Regions from separate parts of the Macaca mulatta genome. Here region 2 is linked to region 1. A link is a contact called in public Hi-C data. All regions are on one chromosome and are shown on one strand. The core of a region is the stretch at or near the end of the contact, and the rest is flanking DNA. Distances in the headings are between cores, read along the strand shown. Region 1 holds the start of DNTTIP2 (deoxynucleotidyltransferase terminal interacting protein 2). Region 2 holds the start of DR1 (down-regulator of transcription 1).

What was found. Hi-C and Micro-C count contacts between places; a contact is called where the count stands out from the background.
Region 2: a contact with region 1 is called in a Hi-C map of fetal cortical plate, with 2.0 times the contacts expected there. The contact joins the promoter of DR1 here to the promoter of DNTTIP2 in region 1. A contact is called at or near these places in 2 of 14 Hi-C or Micro-C datasets (blood and fetal cortical plate).

Annotation. Positions count from the first base shown.
Region 1 is chr1:146,401,834-146,408,401 of T2T-MMU8v2.0, forward strand. DNTTIP2 (deoxynucleotidyltransferase terminal interacting protein 2) reads left to right here and starts at 2,826. Exons shown (of 7, transcript XM_015145331.3): 1 at 2,826-2,955; 2 at 4,156-5,750. The coding sequence starts at 2,884.
Region 2 is chr1:146,925,880-146,932,447 of T2T-MMU8v2.0, forward strand. It overlaps DR1 (down-regulator of transcription 1), which reads right to left and starts at 2,311. Exons shown (of 3, transcript NM_001257839.1): 1 at 1,910-2,311. The coding sequence starts at 2,129.

The sequences.
Region 1 (6,568 bases), core at 1,576-4,075:
TGAAAATCCACAGATAACTTTTGACTCCCCCAAAACTTTACTAATAGCCTACTATTGACCAGAAGCCTTGCAGATAACTAGTTGATTAATACATGTTTTATATGTTGTATATATTATATATTGCATTCTTACAATAAACTAGAGAAAAGAAAATTTTAAGAGAATCATAAGGAAAATATATTTACTATTCAGTGGAAGTGGATCATCATAAAGGTCTTCATCCTTGTCTTCATGTTAAGTAAGCTGAGGAGGAAGAGGAGGGGTTAGTCTTTCTGTCCAGTGGTGGTGGAGGCAGAAGAAAATCACTGCATAAGTGGAACCTCCCAGTTCAAACCCGTGTTGTTCAAGGGTCAACTGTATTGTATATACTATATTTACCTAAAATTAGATATACTATATTTGCCCTAAATCCACTTCAGATAAAGAAGATAGGCAAAGAATAGGGCAAACCTGGTAAGCCCATGTAAAAACACTTTTTTTTGCCTATGGTAGATTTGTTGATAGACCAGCTCAATCTTCTTATATTATGAATATGTACTGACAATTTTCATATCTTATGTTTGTTTCTTGACCTTAGATTATATATGAGTTTGTTTTTTCCTTTTTCTTTTTCTTTACTTGAAAGGGCCATACTTGCAAGTGAATATTAGACATTGAATGATTTTCTAATATTCTCTCCAATTTTCTACACCTACTTCTGTCATCTTAATTTCTATTTCCATGCATTTGCTCACATTAAAGTTGTGGAGATTAAATGAGTGAATACATGTAAAGCATGTAACTAGTATCCAGCAGATATTAAGTGGCCAATACTATTATGATTGATGCTGCTGTTCTTTGATGCTTTGATCTCCGCAGCCTACATCCAATTGGTTCACTTTCCTTCTACACAATTTGTCTCCTCTTCAAATCTAGCCTTTCTCTTCTGTTCATCTTCTTACATAATCTCACTGCTACTTGGCCCTACTAAAATTTATTTTTGCTCTTCACGTTTGCCACAAAAGTTGATCTAAACCATTTCCATTCTTCTGAGATGTATCACCTACTTCTTTTGGATAGATAATAACAGAGGCTATTATCTATCCAAAATCTTCTCTTCTTCACTCCACTTGAACATACTTGCATTCACATTCTCCTCTCTGTTTCAAATATCAACTCTTCCCTCCTGCCTCAAAGGAAGGTGCATTCTTTTCTGGCTACAGCCACATCTGTTTATTATCCAGTCCTTCAGTTAGCATTAGGCTGGGCTGCAAATAGAAAAATCTGTAAGTAACAGTGGCTTTTAGCAAGGTGTTTTCCTCAGGTGAAAAATCTAGAAGACTCTTGAGGGCTCCTAGGGCAGCTCCACGAGTTGATTTTTCCATCTCACTGCTATGCCATCTCTAAAGCATGCCTTCATCCTTATGGCACAAACTTGCTGCCTGAAAACCAGTGAACCCAACTTTCCAGGAAGTAAAATGCACTTTAAAAGGCCACGAGGGCCTGGCGAGGTGGTTTACGCCTGTAATCCCAGCACTGTAATCCCAGCACTTTGAGAGGCCGAGGCGGGCGAATCACCTGAGGTCAGGGGTTCAAGACCAGCCTGCCCAACATAGTGAAACCCCATCTCTACTAAAACTACCAAAAAAAATTAGCCGGGAATGGTGGCGGGCGCCTGTAATCTCAGCTACTCCTGTAATCTCAGCTACTCCGGAGGCTGAAGCAGGAGAATCGCTTGAACCCGGGAGGCGGAGGTTGCAGTGACCCAAGATTGCACCATTGCACTCCAGCCTGGGCAACAGAGCAAGACTGCGTCTCCAAAAAAAAAAAAAAAAAAAAAAAAAAAAAAAAAAAAAAGCCAGGGACGGCCTCCTCTCTTTTAGATGCCGTCCCTAAAGACATGCACACAATTTATACCTAATTGGCTAAAACGTAGTCACGTAGCCACATTTGGCTGCAAGGGAGACTATAAAATAAGCAATTTAAGCTGGGAAGCAGTGTGTCCACCGAAGTCTGTGTTCTGTGACTTTAAATAAAAAATTGATTTTCTGTTATAAAGAAGTAGAGACTAGGTTTGGTGAGGCACTCATCCATCGTTTCTCACCTCCAACAATAATTTGCGTTTACTTATTTTTTCAATCCCCCATCCCCTCAAACATAGTTCTCTACCTTTTGTCCCAAAAGATAACCAAAAAAACCTCTTGATTCTGGTCATTCTCTTCCTTTCACTGCAACAACAATAACAACAAAACCTTATTCCTCTCCTTTACAATTTCTTTAACTTTTTTTCTTTTCTGCTATTCCCAATCCCTAAACACCATCTCACGTTTAGATTATATAGCTTTCTACTTTGTCTCCGAGTTCCTGTGGGCACTTTATATCCCTTTTACCTCAACCAAGTCCTTAAATTTTATTTTATTTATATTTAGCGTCACAAATAATACACGAGTAAATATTGCCTTTTTTAAAAAAAGTACAAATACCTCAAACGTCTCCCTTGGATACACCAAGGGCTACATTAAGCTCTTTAGAACACAGAAATGAAAGAACGCCTCCCGGGTTCAAATGATTCTACTGAACAAATGAACGGATAGCCTGTCGGTGCGTTTTTACAATTCATGTGAACCTGTACGCTAAGGCCCTCTGTCACTGCGGGCTTCGCTGCCCCCATGAAGGTCTTTGCCAGCAAAAATCTGGCTTGTCTTCTACAGCTCTAAAGTGCACACTTAAACCCAAGCCCGTTGTCTCAGACCGCCCTAGCCTGAACTGGCTGGGCGAAGGCAGGGATGAGATTCTCGCGAGCTCTCGGATCTTCGCGGAAAACGCGCTCGAGACAGTTCTCTGACGCATTTCCGGAGCGCCAGGGAAGAGGGAAGTAGTGGTTGTCGCGGGGGAGCCGGAAAGATGGTGGTTACCAGATCCGCACGGGCTAAGGCCAGCATCCAAGCCGCGTCGGCTGAAAGTTCCGGGCAGAAGGTAGGAAATCCAGTCTTTCCTACTTCTCCCCGCTTCGCAGAGCGGCGCTCAGGCAGGCGGGGCGGCGCAAGGGTCCGCTTAAGGGTGCGGACTGCCAACAGAGGACCCCAGCTTGCCGCGCGCTTGGGTTTCCCAGGCCCCGTGCTAAGACTGTCACGAAAACTAGCCCTCACCACTGTCTTTTAAGGCAGTTTTTAGTATGGAAGAGAGGTTAGATAACTTTCTTTGGGTCGTTCAACTCCTTAATGCAGAAGCATAGTTCAAGCTTTTTAAACCATACTGTTAACACGGTACCAAGGAGGGTTAATTTCGGCCACCATGCACAAGCCCCATTTAGGGGAACTGGAAAAAAAGCTTCGTTTTCACGTGGGGAGGCTGGCAGCTGTCCAGCGTTACCTCCTTAAGGCGTGAGGAGGGCTGTGGTGTCGTCACTTGGTGACTCTTAGTGGCGTCAGTCGGCTGTCTCATTCTGACTCTGCGATGCAGGGAACGGAGCGGCGGCGATTTTTTCCTTACGTAAAGGTAAGGGCGGCTGATTCCATCATTGTGTTCCTAAACACATCGTTGTTCGGAGTTAATATTCCTTTTCTCCCCCTCCTATAGGTGGGTCAGAATGTTCGTCTACCCATTATATTTGACTTTAAACAGAAAAATTTTAATTGTTCTGCTTCTGAAGTTACATCTAGGAAGGATGAGGCAAGTGAAGTAAATGCAGGGTTGGATCCAGTGTTTAAATTTTGATTTTTTTTTTTTTTGATTCGGAGTCTTGCTCTGTCGCCCAGGCTAGAGTGCAGTGCCCAGGCTAGAGCCGCGACCTCGTCTCACTGCAACTTCTGCCTCCCGGGTTCCAACAATTCTGCTCCAGGCTCCCGAGTAGCTGGGATTACAGGTGCGCACCAACACGCCCGACTAATTTTTTTACTTTTAGTAGAGACGGGGTGTCACCATATTGGCCAAGCTGTCTGGAACTCCTGACTTCGTGATCCACCCGCCTCGGCCTCCCAAAGTGCTGGGATTACAGGCGTGAGCCACCGCGCCCTGCCAAATTTTGATTTTTTAAAAATCATGAGTTGGGCGGGTTTTGTTTTTTGTTTTAAAGGTAATCTTGTTTACCGGGTTTTAGCTTTTGGGGTCAGTACCAAAGGCTTTGCCTTTGTTCCAGCCGTACCTAATTTACAGTGTGTTTTCTCTGGTTTGCAGAGTTCTGCTGCTAATGGGATTCAAGCGCATCCAGAAAGTAGTACTGGATCTGATGCCCGAACTACTGCTGAATCACAGACCACTGGGAAACAAAGTTCAATCCCTAGAACTCCTAAAGCTAGAAAGAGGAAGAGCAGAACTACAAGCTCACTACCAAAGGGTACTGAACCATCTACGGATGGAGAGACCTCTGAGGCAGAGTCAAATTATTCTTCTGTGTCTGAGCACCATGATACCATTTTAAGGGTAACTAGGAGAAGGCAGATCTTAATTGCATGCTCCCCAGTGTCCAGTGTTAGGAAAAAGCCGAAAGTAACTCCAACAAAGGAGTCTTACACTGAAGAAATAGTCTCTGAAGCAGAATCTCATGTTTCAGGTATTTCTAGAATTGTGCTTCCCACAGAAAAAACGAGAGGAACCAGAAGAAGTAAGGCTAAATCTCTGACAGATCCAAGCCAAGAATCTCATACAGAAGCTATATCTGTTGCTGAGACATCAAGCTCAGACATTTCATTCTCTGAAATTGCAACTAGAAAAACCAGGAGTATGCAGAGGAAATTAAAGGCACAAACTGAAAAGAAAGATAGTAAGATTGTACCAGGAAATGAGAAACAGATCGTGGGCACACCTGTGAATTCAGAGGATTCAGATACCAGACCAACTTCCCATTTACAAGCAAGATCTCTTTCTGAGATAAATAAGCCAAATTTCTATAATAATGACTTCGATGATGATTTCTCCCACAGAAGTTCAGAAAATATATTAACAGTGCAAGAACAGGCCAATGTTGAATCTCTTAAAGAAACAAAACAGAATTGTAAGGATTTGAATGAAGATGCCAATGGAATAACAGATGAGGGGAAAGAAATTAATGAGAAAAGTTCTCAGCTGAAGAATCTTTCTGAACTTCAGGACACTAGCCTTCAACAGTTACTTTCTCAGCGACATTCAACCCCCCAAAATAAAAATGCTGTATCAGTGCACTCTAATCTGAACTCTGAGGCTGTAATGAAATCATTAACTCAAACATTTGCAACTGTGGAAGTAGGCAGATGGAATGACAAGAAAAAAAGTCCCATAAAAGCAAGTGACCTGACAGAGTTTGGTGATTGTGGTGGTAGTGATGATGAAGAAGAGTCCACAGTTATAAGTGTCAGTGAAGACATGAACAGTGAAGGGAATGTCGATTTTGAATGTGATACCAGACTATACACGTCTGCGCCCAACACATCTCAGGGTAAAGATAATTCTGTCTTATTAGTTCTCAGCAGTGATGAAAGCCAACAGTCTGAAAACAGTGAGAATGAAGAGGATACTTTATGTTTTGTTGAAAATAGTGGCCAAAGGGAGTCATTAAGTGGAGACACAGAAAGTCTGTCATGTGACAATGCATTGTTTGTAATTGACACAACTCCTGGAATGAGTGCTGATAAAAATTTTTACTTGGAAGAGGAAGACAAAGCAAGTGAGGTTGCCACTGAGGAAGAAAAAGAAGAGGAAGAGGGTGAAAAAAGTGAAGATTCATCAGACCATGACGAAAATGAAGATGAGTGTAGTGATGAAGAAGACTTACTAAATAGCACAAAGGCTAAACTGTAAGTTTTTCCTTTATAAGTTTTTGATACATGTATTTCAAGTGGTTACCATAAAAATATGAAATGTTAGCCTGGGGAATGAGAAAATCACTGCCTTGGGTTCTTCATGGAATAGCTCTTCTATCCAGCATTTCCCTTGTCTTTTTGGATACCTATTTTAGTCATATTTTTCCCAGCAGTCATAACTAAAAGTGCTCGTTTTGGTGACATTAGAAATCAATCTGTTGGATGCAGTGACTCATGCCTGTAATCCTAGCACTTTGTGAGGCTGAGGCAGGAGGATCACTTGAGCCCAAGTAGGTGTTTGAGATCAGCGTGGGCAATATAGGGAGACCCCATCTCTACACACAAAATTTTTTTAATTAGCCATGTGTGGTGCCCTGTGCGCCTGTGTCCCAGCTACTTGGGAAGCTGAGGTGGGAGGATTGCTTGAGTCCTGGAGATTGAGGCTGCAGTGAGCCATGGTTGTCCCACTGCACTCCAGCCTGGGCAATAGAGGGAGATGTTGTCTCAAAAAAAAAAAAAAAAGGACATCATATGTTAATATTTTTGTATGTGATAAGAGCAGTAAGTGACTCATGCCTGTAATCTCGGCACCTTGGGAGGCCAAGGCAGGTGGATCGCTTGAGCCCTGGAGTTCAAGACTGGCTTGGGCAACATGGGAAAAACCCATGTCTACCCAAAAAAATAAAAATAAAAAAGCTGGGCATGGTGGAAAGCACCTGTGGTCCCAGCTACTGGGGAGGCTGATGTGGGAGGATCACTTACTTGAGCTCAGGAGGCAGAGGTTGCAGTGAGCTGAGATCGCACCACAGCAC
Region 2 (6,568 bases), core at 1,061-3,560, 520 kb after region 1:
GCATAATACAAAAAAAAGAGGTAAAATTTTAAGACTATAACACGTCAATACATGATTTTCAAAAACAAATCATCTTCATTACACAATGGAAATGCTTTTTCACTATAGCTTTCTGACTCACACATTAAACTGAATTTAGCATATTCCAAAGTTGAATTATTTAGCATACTGCTTGCTACAGCTGCACTTCTATTCCATCATGTCAATCAGAAATCTAAATATATCCTAGAAAAGAATTAACTCTCCCCAAGAAGACAGACTGTAATGTGTTATTAGGTTTTTGGAACGATCCCCACTTCTGTAGTGTAAACAAATATTTAGGCAGACCCTGTTGAAATCTTTTGCAATTTTCATTAGAAAGGCAATGTTGATAAAAAGTTCTTTTTCCTTTTTATGAGTTGTAAAAAGAAATTACAGCTATCTGTGCTGGATAATCTTGTGAAAGACTTATGACAGCAATCACACATACAATGTAAAAATAAATACACAAGAGAAAAAACAGACAACTTGGCTTTCATTTTACTTGCTAGAGTATTCAGCACATCAAGTAGAAAAAAAAAAAAAAAACTAGTACTAGTTTTAAGAATCAAATATGCTTTTTCCTAGGGATTTTTCTCCTTATGTACTGAAATGGCAGGATATATTTTAAAACTACTTTCAAGACGTCATAAAGGATTAAAAATCAATCATTTAATCCTTTTGTCAATACTGACAGTAAAATATTGGATATGGTCAACATAAGCAGATGTGTTCTCTACTTCAGTACAACAGGCAAGTCACATTTTAAAAAGTTAAAGTATAAAAATTAAGTGACAGACAACCACCTGCCTACCAAAATGATTAAAATTAACCATTTTTTCCCTGGTTTCACAAGCAATCAATACTTTTAATTAGATTATTACGAAAGGCAAGTTCTCACTTCAAATTGAGAACAACTCTTTCACAAGAGTACATGTAAAAATATCGCAAAAGGTACATTCCCGAAACATTATGACTAGTAAATATGTTTCTCCTCTCTGAAACCATTAGAATACAGTCCCCCAAATCCCTATTACGGGACCACAACCTTTTCAGGATAAAAGAAACTGTTGAAGCTTTCAGAAGTGCTGTTCAATAAAAGCCTAAGTGTATGCATCCAAATAAGAATGACAGCAGGAAAGGACGGGGAAATTTTCCGTTTAAAAAAAAAAAACTTGCATAAACTTTCAATCAAAGATTTTAAAACTTATCTCCACAGAATAGAACAAAGCAAACGACATAAAGGCAAACAAAAAGAAAAAAACAAAAATTTAAAGTTCACCCTTTTCTTACAGAATGGACCAGGAGTGCTTTCGTAACTCATTCATGAACGTACCATCAAACCATTTTTAGAGCAGAAAACATACCTCCTTTTATTCAACAACGATAAACTTGACAACGTTGAACACATTGTATATTAAGAATTTTTTAACTCATGTGTTCAGAAAATAAATCTTTTCCTCTACATTGGTGAAAGGTCAGGTGGGGAAGGGGCGCTCTGTCTCCATCCATACTTGAAGTTCCTCTGTCTGAATTTTTAATTTTCCAAGGGAGAACTTCTGCGTTCCTTAATTATTATCTAAGTTCAACTTCAGGCAAGCAATTCCTGTTGCTTCGGCTTACCTGGCTGTAAAGTGAGATCACTCTTTATGTTTTGGGGACGTTGACCTAAATGTTTGCACTCCTTACGTGTATTCGCTAGATGAAAAGTACTGCAAGAATGCTACAAAGGGATTGTTTTTAAAGCACGGGCTACCTACATGCCAGTCTGGCTTTTTCATTAAGTTACTTACCAGTGAAGAGGAATGAAGGCTTTGACATGAAAGCGTCACGCGATTAGCAGACTGCTCCCCTAGACCCTCATTCAAACCAATTTCCACACATGACTTACCTTGTATGACATGTTCTGGTGAGATGGTCTTCTTTTCCGATTTGTTACAAATCTCATTGGCTTCAGAAGATATAAGGTGAATGAATTCAGTGCAGCAGTTCACCACCAGCTCTCGAGCATCGTTGGCCACCCGGACATTAGGAAGAGTCTCTTTGATCATTTTATTGATAGCAGCTCTGGGGATAGTGAGATCATCATCGTTGCCAGACGAGGAAGCCATAGTACCTTCCTGTTTCTCGCGCCCCGGCTTTTAAAAACTCCCCGGCTCTGGTCCACTACTCCACGGAGATCTCTCAAAAAGCCGCCCTCGGAGAGTGATCCCGGGGGGTGCTTCGCGAAGAGGGTGCAGAAAATGAACGGAGGAGGAGCTGGCTTGAGGGCTGGGAACGCTCGCGTGTGTGAGAGATTTAGGATGAGTTTGGGAAGAAAGTGGGGGCCTGAGGATTCTAGAGAGAGCACAGCCCAGGCTGAGGGGAAAGCGCGGTGGTCCGGAAATTTGAGCGGCTGGGGAACCACCTTCGGGTCTCCTCAGAGGGGCGGGCACTGTCGCCTAACTGGTCCCCAACGGCGTCGAAGAGGCAAGATCCAGGGGCACTGGCCTCGCCGCGGTACCGGGCGGGTACCCAGCGGGCTCGGCTCTATAGAGCCCGAGGCCCCGCTGCCGCTGCCGCCGCCGCCAGCAGCCGTTGCCGCCGCCTCGGCCAAACCATCCTTCAGACACCCGCGCCGCCGCCTCACAACATGTCCGCCGCTGCCGCTGCTGGAACGGCGACGGCCGCCTGGGAACTAATATGGACAGAGCCAGGCACAGTGGGAGTCGCAGTGGCTGCCACCGTGGCCGCGTAACCCGAACGCAGATCCTGGAAGCCGAAGCGGCGGCAACGGTGGTCCCTCCAGAGGCCAGGGAAGATTTGCAGGAAGCCGCTCCCGACACCCTTTGCGCCGCCGGAAGCTTCGTTCCTCAGATTTCCCCCTCCCTCCCGGACCGACTTCCGGATGTGGCTGCCGCCCTTCCCCCACCCACGCTGACGGGAGCCGCCCGTTCCCGCTGCCAGCAGCTTCCGCCTGCTGCGGTCCTGGCAAGCACCTCGGGATCCCATTCCTTCACAGGGGCCCTAGCCGGGCAAGCGCGCGCGTCACTGTACCGGAGAGCTCCAAGCACGCGCTTGGTCAGGGGCCCGGACGCTAGATCTGGGAAGGGGTGGTGGCTGGCTAGATGGGCGAGGAAGGATCGTCTCTACCCTCTCTCCAGCAGCTGAGGCCTCCGAACCCATCCCTAGCCGGATTTGGGGACAGAGGAGCGCTGGTATTGATAAAAGAACTCTCTTTGCTATTCTTTTAGGAGCCCAAATGAGGATTGAAAGTGAGAAGAATGGGGCCTGGGCTTGGGAGTGGGAGGTGGGGAAAGCACAGAATCCCGTGTGCCTGTTTCTGCGTCGTCTGGAGAGAAAGCTTTTGAAGATGTCTAATAGACCTTATTCGGGTAAAAGCTCTCTAAAGTCCTCCACCTTTTTTTTTTTTTTTTTTACTGCATGGAAAATGAAACAGAGAAGTTACTTGCCTAGAGGCGACTAAGTCGCCTAATAGATAAGGAGGAAAGTAGAAGTCAGTTCCAACGTAGTGGAAATGCATGGCGTACAATGAGCCGTATTAGAAGGTTCCCATTTAGACAGTTTTCATGGTGTATTCCATGTTGGCTTCTACAGGGGAAAAAAATGTTAGAGCATCTTAACTGTTTTTGCTTCTTTCCATAGTGACTAGTAATATCAACAGGTGTCAAGATCTAAACAGAAATTGCATTTTAAAAAGTGTGTCAGCCGGGCGCTGTGGTTCATCATACCTGTAAACCCAACACTTTGGGAGGCTGAGGCAGGGAGATCACATGAGCCCAGGAGTTCAGGACCCCCCTGGGCAACATGTGAGACCCGTCCCTACAAATATCTGTGTGTGTGTGTGTGTGTGTGTGTATTCATTCCAATATCCCACTGTTTATAGTATAGCCTCTTCTCCCATATGACAGTATGACACTCTTACGGGTTTTTTTTTTCCACCGGGCTTGGTGGCAGGCACAGTAGTTCTGGCTACTCTGGAGGGTAAGGTGGGAGGATCGATTGAGCCCAGGGGGTCAAGGCTGCAGTGAGCTGCGATTGTGCCATTGCATTTCCAGCCTGGGTGACAGAGAAAGAGTCTTTGTCTCAAAAAACGTTAAAAAAAAAAAAAAAAAGACAAACTAAGTTTGTCATACTGTCGTGTGGAATAAGAGGCTATATAAATAGTGGGATGTTGGAATTTCTAAAAACAAGACACCGTTTAAATCCATTTTGTCACTTTGGTTCATCAGATTCATTACTCTTGATGACACCTGGCTTGTTGACAATGTTTTCTTAAAACATTCTGTCTGAGCCCTGTATGCTGTTCTCAAGAAGACATTACAGTTTATTACTCTATTTTTTCATTTAGCATTTTCTCCAGGACCACTTACTGGTTCTTTAATTTCTGAAGTGTGGACACTTGTTTTTCAGTGCTACTAAATTTAGTCAAAACAAAATTTCTTTGATTAAAAACAGTATTTTAATTAAATTTTCTTCAGGCCGGGCATAGTGGCTCATACTTGTAATACCAGCACTTTTGAGAGGCCAAGGTAGGCGGATCACTTAAGCTCAGAAGTTGACCAGCCTGGCTAACATGGTGAAACCCCACCTCTTCTAAAAATACAAAAACTAGCTGGGTGTGGTGGTGGGCACCTGTAATCCCAGTTACTTGGGAGGCTGAGGCAGGAGAATCACTTGAACCCTGGAGGCAAAGGTTGTAGTGAGCCGAGATTGCACCACTACACTCCATCCTGGGCGACGGAGCAAGACTGTCTCAAAAAAAAAATCTTTATGAAGTGGTGGTTTGTTGTTTTTTTTTTTTCGTCAGTTTACTGTTGATTTAAAGATTTATTATAGTGCCTAAATTTATCTTGACCTTATCAAGTTTATCAATCTGAAAAAGCTAGCTGGCAAAAAATGTCCTGAGTTGTCACAGTGTCACTGACCCATATCTTGTCTCTCCTGAAAAAACTATAATAACTTTGCTTTTTCATGTAACATTTATGTTCTTTATAGACTTGTGCTAAATAGATGAGTAGAGCACACATTATTTCAGTAATAGTTTATTGCTAGAGGCTTCTGTGGTAGCATAAACAGAATTGAATGTGTAGTAAAGAGTTGTAGGTACCAGTCCCAACTTTTTTTACTTAGACAAGTCACTCTCCAAGCCTCATTTTCTTCAATTCAGATATAGAAATATTATGTAACACACAGGATTCAAAATCAAATGAGACTTGTGTGAAAGTACTTTTTGTAGTATGAAGTGTTATATAATGTTACTGTCTATTATCTTTATCAGGCTTGGTCAGTCCAACTAGTAATAAACCATGTAACTAGTTTATTACATATGTGGCTGAGAGAAATTTAATTGGATGTAAATACCAGTGTGATATGTCATAAAATATGCTAATCTGTAGCCCATATTTAAATAGTTATTTATAGTATACTATATGTATCTATATTATAAATAGGCTTTTGAGGACAAAGAGAACATCTCCTTATTAAGCTTTAAGAGTTTCAGAGAGAGTGCATATATATGAAACATTATTTTTTCATGTTGTCTAGGTGCAGTTGTGCACACCTGTGAGCCTAGCTACTTGGGAAGCTGAGGTGGGAGGATTACTTGAGCCCAGGAGGTTGAGGCTGCAGTGAGCCATGATCATGCTACTACACTCCAGCCTAGGTGACAGAGTGAGACCCTGTCTCAAGAAAAGGAAAAAAAAAAAAGTTTAGCTTCAGACTACGGTTAGGGGAGTGTCACTGTCAAAAATAGTGGAGTTGAAAGGGAGCTGTTTAGAGAAGACATGCTTGCTTTTGCATGTGTTTGGGCAGGCATGTATAGACTTGGTGTCCTATAGAAAGAGGAAAGAGAAGACAGCATCTGGGCCGGGCGCGGTGGCTCAAGCCTGTAATCCCAGCACTTTGGGAGGCCGAGATGGGCGGATCACGAGGTCAGGAGATCGAGACCATCCTGGCTAACACAGTGAAACCCCGTCTCTACTAAAAATACAAAAACTTAGCCGGGTGAGGTGGCAGGCACCTGTAGTCCCAGCTACTCGGGAGGCTGAGGCAGGAGAATGGCGTGAACCCGGGAGGCGGAGCTTGCAGTGAGCTGAGATCCAGCCACTGCACTCCAGCCTGGGTGACAGAGCGAGACTCCGTCTCAAAAAAAAAAAAAAAAAAGAGAAGACAGCATCTGATTTCTACATTCATTCAATAACTGTCTAGTGTCCTGACTATGATGTAGGAGAAATAAAGATGAATATAACTCCCCCCTTGTTCTTGAAGACCCTATAATCTGGTGGGAGAAGCAGAATATAAACCAGATTGAAATAAATACTGTGATAAAACACACAGGTTAAGAATGTGCATGGGAAGAAGTGATTAACACACTAGTGAAGTACAAAGGGTTTTATGGAGGACTGAATATTTTAACTGCGGCTTGAAGATTGAGTACAATTTTGGTAGAGAAGGAAAGAGCATATAACTGAAGAAAAAACACAAAAGTATATTGTATGACTTGGGAAAATAAAGTAGTCTAGAGTGGCTCTGTTAATAGGGTTTGTAA